Regions from separate parts of the Oryctolagus cuniculus genome. Here region 2 is linked to region 1. Evidence: chromatin contacts called from public Micro-C data. All regions are on one chromosome and are shown on one strand. Each heading gives the region's core, a stretch centred on a gene start, on an enhancer-like site or on the middle of the called end of the contact. The rest is flanking DNA. Distances are from core to core; before and after follow the strand shown. Region 1 overlaps CRIM1 (cysteine rich transmembrane BMP regulator 1). Region 2 holds the start of CRIM1 (cysteine rich transmembrane BMP regulator 1).

Region 1 (4,093 bases), core at 1,144-3,643:
ATTTGAATAATTTATTTTGAAACCTATGAGACCATTCTTTGAATTCTGCACACTCTCTAAGGAAAGAACAGTGGATTCACATCAATTGTTGATCTTTGTAAGCTCGGGTATCCTTTTTATAAGGTACCTTCCTGCTTTTGATTTGTAGTCTCTATTGCTAAGTGTTTTTTGCATCAGGAGGAAGTGACAGCAGTAAGTGGTGCCTGTAACGTTGGAGGAGGGAAGGAATTAGCACAGATGAATTAATGTTTGTGTGGGTTCTTAAGGGGTTGGAATGTTCCTCTAAGTCAAGGATGTGTTTTTTTGTTTCTAGCTGACAACTTCCTAGTTTCCCTGCACTTCATTATTCTTTTCTCTGTCACTGGGATTTTTTTTAATTTCCCGAAAAGCAAGTGAAGTGCTTTCTTCTTATCAGTGGCCTTTCTTTTCCTGTTCCAATAACAAAAGAACAATACAGGAATTTAATAATGTTCAAAACTGATACTTCTTTCTCTTAATAGATCCATATGTTTATCTGTAGATAAAAGCCAAGTTTTGTAGACATGGAGGAAAGCTGTTCATCAGAAAATGAGCTAATGATGTATTTGTCGTTTTTTTTTTTTCATTTGGTTTGGAAAATAGTTTTTTTCTTCCAACTGTGTACCAATGATCTGTTACGATTTAAGTCGCAAAATTTAGAAATCAAGGTAAGAACACTGGTTGTCCCCTAATAGAAGGACATTTTTAAGGTGTCTAGACTACATTCTGATCTTGTTCGTGTACTTTTATTTTACTAAGGTTTATTATTTACTTCTCCTTCTACTTTGGCAAAATAAGCAAAGTGCAGGCTGTCTCTCAGAGCTCTTGTAAATATCAGAGGTGTGTTTGTGCAACAGTGGACATGAGAGGACGCTTGTTTCTGCGTTGCCACACGGTTTGCCTTCTTGGCAGAGAGGAGCATTGAAAAGTAGCTCCTGGGTGTATCTTGGAGCCCTTGAGAAGGGGACTAGTGACCTGTCCCATGATGGTCGTGCTGTATGACCTTGGAGGACCTTGCTTGCTCTCTTTTCTAAGGCAAGAAACAAAATCTCGTATTTTCAGTTGTGTCTGACACAGATCTGGCTGGGTAACTAGTTGGTTTTTAAACTGCATATACACCTAGCATATAACATTTAAAAGTGATAGTTATCTCTGTAGTAAAAAGAAAATATACTACTGTTCCATTTATATGTTCTCAGTGCCCTTGCATTCCTATTGGTAATCACCATGGAGCCTTCTGAATGCTTCCTGAGGGAGAGCCGACTTGTTTCTGTTCCATCGGGAATTTTTCAAATGAAATTACGCTGTGGTGTTACACCCCAGTGCAACATGGAACTCCCCAAAATGTTACTAGGTGTTCTTTCCTGCCTGTTGGCCTGGCTTCTTGTCTGCCTAACTTCCAGGATTATTACATTGCTGTCCTCGGGGGTCCTTTGGATCTGTCAAGGATCAACACACCTCTTTAGATGGGAGAGTGCATCCCATATGGATTTGTAATAGTGTGTTCGTGTGCACAGGAAATATCTGTTTCCTGTAACAATAGATGTCACATGTGCATCTGTGTACTTAGTGTGCCAAAAGGACAGAGTATATCCCAAGTGCATGTATGAATTTATGTAGTTAATTATATGTAAGCACGTACACATGTATGGTAACATAATAGATAAAACATGGAAATCATGTGGTCTCTTTTATCTTACCCTGTATGTGGATGTCTGCATTTCCTGTATTCTACTTAGAATGGCAGTGCTGATAATTGTGCTCAGTTTTCTGGTTGAAAATTTCCTGAAAATTTTGTTCTTTGATTATGGAAATTAGAGAATCTAACCCCTCATTGTACACTCCAGCAATTTTTTAAAAGAATTGGTGTATTATTATACACTTTGTAAATAGCCTATGGAGGACAAGCTATGACTCTTTGAATAAATATTATTCAGACTCCTTCCACTTTCATTTCCCTTATCACCGTAATAACCACACCCAGCTTTGCTATTAAACTGTGTTGTCTATCTGCTTCCCACACCACAGTGAAGCTGACCTTAATGAGTAGCAAAGGAAACCTGAGAGATAAAGTTGAAAAACTGTCTTCCTTTTGTTGACATTTCTAAAGCAAGAAGTCAGAAAGCTTGGCTCCCTCTGGGTAGACAAGAGCCGCCATGGGTCGTGATTAGATGGTATGCTCATTGCTAAACAAGATGACTCCCAAAAGAATCATTACAAACATTCCAGTGAATAACCAAGAATTCAGGTAAACTAAAGGGCATGGCTCTTAGCTGACAGACTGCTTGCTTCCGCTTTCTATACTTGGAGAATAGCAGAGCTGGAGGTGGAAATCGCCATGGGGATGGAGCTCTCCAAATTTCTGAGTGTAAGCCCTCGCTGCCCAGCCCAGGCCAAGCCATGTTTGGGAGAAGCCTCCATATTTGGCTATCTAAAGCTCTGTAGCAGGACTCCTTTGCTGTGTTTTACTGTCTCTACTGATGTGAAGTTTCTGCCACAACTTAGTTGTATTACTGTTCAGTCCAGAGGGATTTTTTTTTTTTTTTAAGATTTATTTATTTACCTACCTACCTACCTATCTGAAAGTCAGAGTTACACAGAGAGAGAAGGAGAGACAGAGAGAGGGCTCTTCCATCCACTGGTTTACTTCCCAATTGGCCACAATGGCCAGAGCTGCACTGAACAGGAGCTAGGAGCCTCTTCCAGGTTTCCCACGTGCATGCAGGGGCCCAAGGATTTGGGCCATCTTCTGCTTTCTCAGGCCATAGCAGAGAGCTGGATCAGAAGTGGAGCGGCCAGGACTAGAACTGGCGCCCATATGGGATGCTAGCACTGCAGGCGGTGGCTTTACCTGCTATGCCACAGCATTGGCCCCAGAGGGATTTTAATCACACAGTAACTTTAATGTTTCATGCATTTGTATTATTTCTGTTCCTAGGTCATATTAACCTTTCCATTGAACTTTTTTCCATCTGTTAAAAAAAAAAACCTTTGTTTTAAATATGTCTTGAAAACTTTGACATGAGTCATATCACTTGGTATCCATTTGCTAGCCATAATGCAACATGACTGATTTTTGTCATATTTCCTATGGGTTGATGTACCCTTTTCTATTACCAGAAAAATATTTCAAGTCTTTATAAATCTTAGGTGAAGTGCCTCCAAAGAAGAGAAATAAAATGATTGAATATCATGTTATGTACTGTTATCTGTAGCATCAACAATAAATGAATATCCCCAGAAAAGAGGTTATGAAATCACAACACACACGGACACACTGAAGGATTAGGAGGTAGTAAATGTGAAATGGGCTTAAGAATGACTTCATTCAGCCACTGACATTTTGGAGGAACTCAGGCTGTCAGGAAAATGAACCGATCTGTATTAATATAAAGCACAAGAAATTTAAATAAATCATGTTTGAAAGCAATACCAGGATTTTCCTTGAATGTTGCTGAATAAATTCCGCTTGTTAAATGTCAGTTAAGTGTGTGTCACTGGCATCCATAAACTGACAGGGCCACAGAAATATCCAACTTTAACAGCTTTAAAATTTTTAAGCCCTTTAATGTTCTTTTGACCTTCAGTTAAAGGACATGGTTGCGTAGCAGAGGAAATGCCTCAAATTCTAGCATCTGGGTTTGTTTCTTTATACTTTTTGGCACAGTTACAACAGTAGGGCTTTTCTTTCCTTTAATTTTTTCCCCAGTACAGTCGGCACAGTCTTTTCACACAAGTGGCAAAGGACAGTTGTAAGTCCAAAAGCAATACACTTCTGCCCCGTGCTCCGTGGTAGGGCCTGATTGAATGGCTTCTTGTTTCACAGGGCGCCAGGATCAAAAAGCAAATAAACAGAATCCCACACAAATATAAATTTTGCATAAAGTTGGTTACTACACATATGCATATAATTTTTATATACTCAAAACGCAATGCAGTCAATGCTCTATTATGTTGAATGTGTTGGGTCTTTGTCTCAGTATTCAGTTAATTTCATCTGTGTATAGTTTTTGGATCCTCATCTGAATTCTCAGCTGCTTTTGAAGATGTTTTTCTAACAGTTGTTTTTCTGTAC
Region 2 (3,503 bases), core at 229-2,728, 56 kb before region 1:
TGAATGGCGGGCCGGATCACGGACTGCCTCACACCCACTCAGCGGTCAGGGCCATCATCGTGGACGGCGTTCCTGATGGCCTCAGAAGAAAAGCCATCTCCACGTTGCGCAACACGTCGTTGCTTCTCGACGCGGCTTATCACAAAGAGTGCTTACGGCACATCCTCGTTACGAACAGATCCACAACCCACGGGAAAGAAGGAAAGAACGCCCAGCACCTGGGTCCACGAGCCTAAGAAAGCGTCAATGTCAGATGACACGAATGACGCGTGAGGTCTGCGGGTCTAGTCGCGTCAAGACTTGTAGGAAGCCGGTACTGGGCCTCCCTCCCGGGAGAAAAGACTGGGCTCTGTGGCTCTCCACTCCCCCGCTCCCACAATACGGCAGCTCGGCGCAGAAGGCAGAGCCACAAAACGCACAGGCGGGGGGGCACTCACAGTTGACCCCAAGCTGCAGCCCTGCCCCGCGCCTGCTCGCGGCCCCCCGCGGAGCAGCCGCCCAGACCCCGTTAAGCACTCGGAGCACCCGCGGCTCTGCCGGGGACTCCAGCTCCCGAGACTCCATTACATAATATCTTTTACAAAGTCTCTGCCCAGCTCGAGTGGAAGATGGATTCTCATCCAGTTCGCGGAGCTTCCAAGCCTTCGCTCCCCTATCCCGAGGTCCGGCTGCAGCTACTGCCCGGGCTCCGAGCTTCGGGGAGTGGAGCGCCGCTCTCCGAACTCAGAACAACTGGCCCCGGGAGGTGCCGGCGCCGAGCACTCCCGGCTCCCGGGCCGGCCGCGGCGGCCACCGTGCCAGGGGCGCTCGCGACGCCGCGGTTGTCGCCGCTCGCTGGGTGCGCCCCGAGCCACCGAGCCCGAACGGCGACTCGGCCGTGGGGCCGGCTCGGTGCGGCCGGCTCCGGGAGGAAGACGGAGGCGGGGGAGGAGGAGGAGGCGTGTGAGGGAGGAAGGGCCCAGCCGCCAGGGAGGGAGGGAGGGGGGAGGGGAGGGGGCCGGCCGGGCCGGGAGGGGTGGGGGGGCAGCCAATGAGCGGCGCGCGGTGCGGGGGGGGCGCGGGCTGGGGATGAGGTAGGAGGGGGAGGGCGCAGCCCGAGCGGCGGAGGCTCGAGCCATAAACAAGCGCCCGGAGGAGCCGCGCAGGAGTGAGGCGAGCGGGGCTCGCGGAGCGGACGCCGCGGACCTTGTGCTGCGCCACCGCGCCCACTCAGAGGCTCGGGAGGCGCGGACCGGCCCGCAGGCTGCGCCGCCGCGGGGCCGGCCGACTGGGAGGAGGAGGAGGAGTGGGCGCCGCCAGCCCGGGCTGGAGCCGAGCGCAGCCGCCGCCGCCGCCGCCGCCAGAAGTTTGGGTTGAACCGGAGCTGCCGGGAGGAAACTTTTTTTCTTTATTCCCCCTCCCTCCCGGGAGGAGGAGGAGGAGGAGGAGAAGGAGGAGGGGAAGCCACCGCTGCCGCTGGCGCCAACGCTAGTGGGCTCGGGGTCGGCGCGGCCCGCAGTGGGGGCGCGGGCCTCGCCCCGCGAGGGGAGGCGCGCCCCGGGGGCCCAGAGGGGGGCGGCGAGGACCGCGGGCTGCGGGAGCGGCGGCTGCGGCGCGTGTGCCCCGCGAAGGGGAGGGCGCCCGCCCGGCTCTCGGCCCGGCTGCGAGGAGGCGGCGGCGGCGGCGCAGGAGGATGTACTTGGTGGCGGGGCGCAGGGGGCTGGCCGGCTGCGGGCACCTCCTGGTCTCGCTGCTGGGGCTGCTACTGCTGCTGGCGCGCTCCGGCACCCGGGCGCTGGTCTGCCTGCCCTGCGACGAGTCCAAGTGCGAGGAGCCCAGGAGCTGCCCCGGGAGCATCGTGCAGGGCGTCTGCGGCTGCTGCTACATGTGCGCCCGCCAGAGGAACGAGAGCTGCGGCGGCGCCTACGGGCTCCACGGAGCCTGCGACCGGGGGCTGCGCTGTGTCATCCGCCCCCCGCTCAATGGCGACTCCATCACCGAGTACGAAGTAGGCGTCTGCGAAGGTACGGCTGCCCGCCGCCACCCCCCACCCACCCACCCCCGCCCTCCTTCGGCGCTGGCTGCGCCCAACAAAGTTTGGCCGAGACTTTCCCGAGGAGCGAGGGCTCCGCAGGAGGAGAGGCGGCCGCCACCCCCGGGCGCGAGCCCCTGCGTCGCTCGGTTCCCGCTCCCCGGGTACTTAGCCAGCCACGCGCGCGAGGTTGGGCTGCTTGGGTGGGGGCGGGCGAGTGGAAGGTGTCCGAGCCCCCCACCACCACCCCCGCGCGCACCCACCCACCCACACACACACGTGTGGCCACTCGAGGCGGGGACGCCGCGGGCGGGGCACTGCGGAGGCCGCGCGCGCGAGCCTCCGGGGCGTCCGCCCCCGCCCCCTGCCCGCACTGGCGCAGTGTGGCCGGTGCGCTGCGCACCGGCCCTGAAAAGTCCGTGTTCTGTCGTCCGAGGAGACGTGCCTCCAGCTCCCACTCCCGTGCGACTCTTTATTATTTTTTTTTTTCCCTCGCGCTCTTCCTTCACCCCCTTCCTCCTCCTCCGCAGATAAATCAGTTTCAGCTCAGGAATATGTCAGCCTAGGGGAAGTTGCAAACGGTGGTTACTCATTTATTTGCCTATGGAAAACGGTCAAAGGCTTTCTCTCCAGAAAGGAAAGAGGTGGGGGCTGCACCTGGCGGTGCAAAGTTGTTGCTCGCTGTCAGGGGCTGCTGTTTTAAGATCAGATGGCCGCGTGTCTCCAGTCTTGTTGCCGGTCCCTTCTTTTTGTTTGACAGCGGATTGGCCCTGATGGCTTTTCTCCAGGGCGCACTGTGCACCGCGATGGCCAGACTGCCGGAGGGAGAAAGCGTTTAGATGAGTGGAGCCGCCTCGTTGGGTACCCAGTGTTGGTGCGAGTCGCTGACATCCCTGTCCGCCACCCTCGGCCTCACGGTGCCTGGTCTGGTTGAGGTCTAGAGAGAAGCGCTGAGCTCTTTTTGTCGAGCGCCTGAGCAGGACTCGGTGAGCACCAGTTAAAAGTGGGTTCCCTGCTCGGGCGCACGATGCCATTGCGGGCCATCCTGGCGAGTGAGCAGAGCGCAGCAGTCTTATTTCTGGGGGAGCTTGGAGCAGGGACAGGCGCCCTCTGCCTAGTGTGTCTTCTGTACTACTTGGAGCCACACCTCAGAGGCCAGGGAGGGGCTTATTCTGGAGCATCCGCATGTGTATGTGTGTGTGTTTACTGTGCTGGGATACAGAGAAAGGGGGTGACAGCCTGGAGAATTTTTTAAAAAAATGTATCTATTAAAAGGCTTCAAGGCTGTGGTTCTTTTTAAGTACACGTACTTATTTATACCTGTGTCCTTAAGGTTTGCACCATTCTGTTGAATCGAGAGGCTTTCTGGTTTGGAAGCTACTGGGCAGTCTTAGGGATCTCTGGTCCCAGGGGAGGGACCGGGCTGTGCTGTGCACTTAGGACATTGGCTTAGAAGAGTTAAAGGGTTTGGTTGCCTGGATTAGGAAAGCCT

Evidence for each region. Hi-C and Micro-C count contacts between places; a contact is called where the count stands out from the background.
Region 2: a contact with region 1 is called in a Micro-C map of ear pinna, with 1.9 times the contacts expected there. The contact joins the promoter of CRIM1 here to the enhancer-like site in region 1. A contact is called at or near these places in 2 of 6 Hi-C or Micro-C datasets (ear pinna and an unstated tissue).

The regions. Positions count from the first base shown.
Region 1 is chr2:166,400,966-166,405,058 of mOryCun1.1, reverse strand. The region is part of intron 2 of CRIM1 (cysteine rich transmembrane BMP regulator 1); the gene reads left to right. Among named protein-coding and RNA genes, the nearest start is that of CRIM1, 56 kb to the left of the region's middle. Within about 2 kb of position 2,393, at least 1 of the 8 cell types and tissues checked has an H3K27ac peak or open chromatin away from gene starts, as enhancers often do.
Region 2 is chr2:166,456,530-166,460,032 of mOryCun1.1, reverse strand. It overlaps CRIM1 (cysteine rich transmembrane BMP regulator 1), which reads left to right and starts at 1,478. Exons shown (of 17, transcript XM_051842985.2): 1 at 1,478-2,003. The coding sequence starts at 1,673.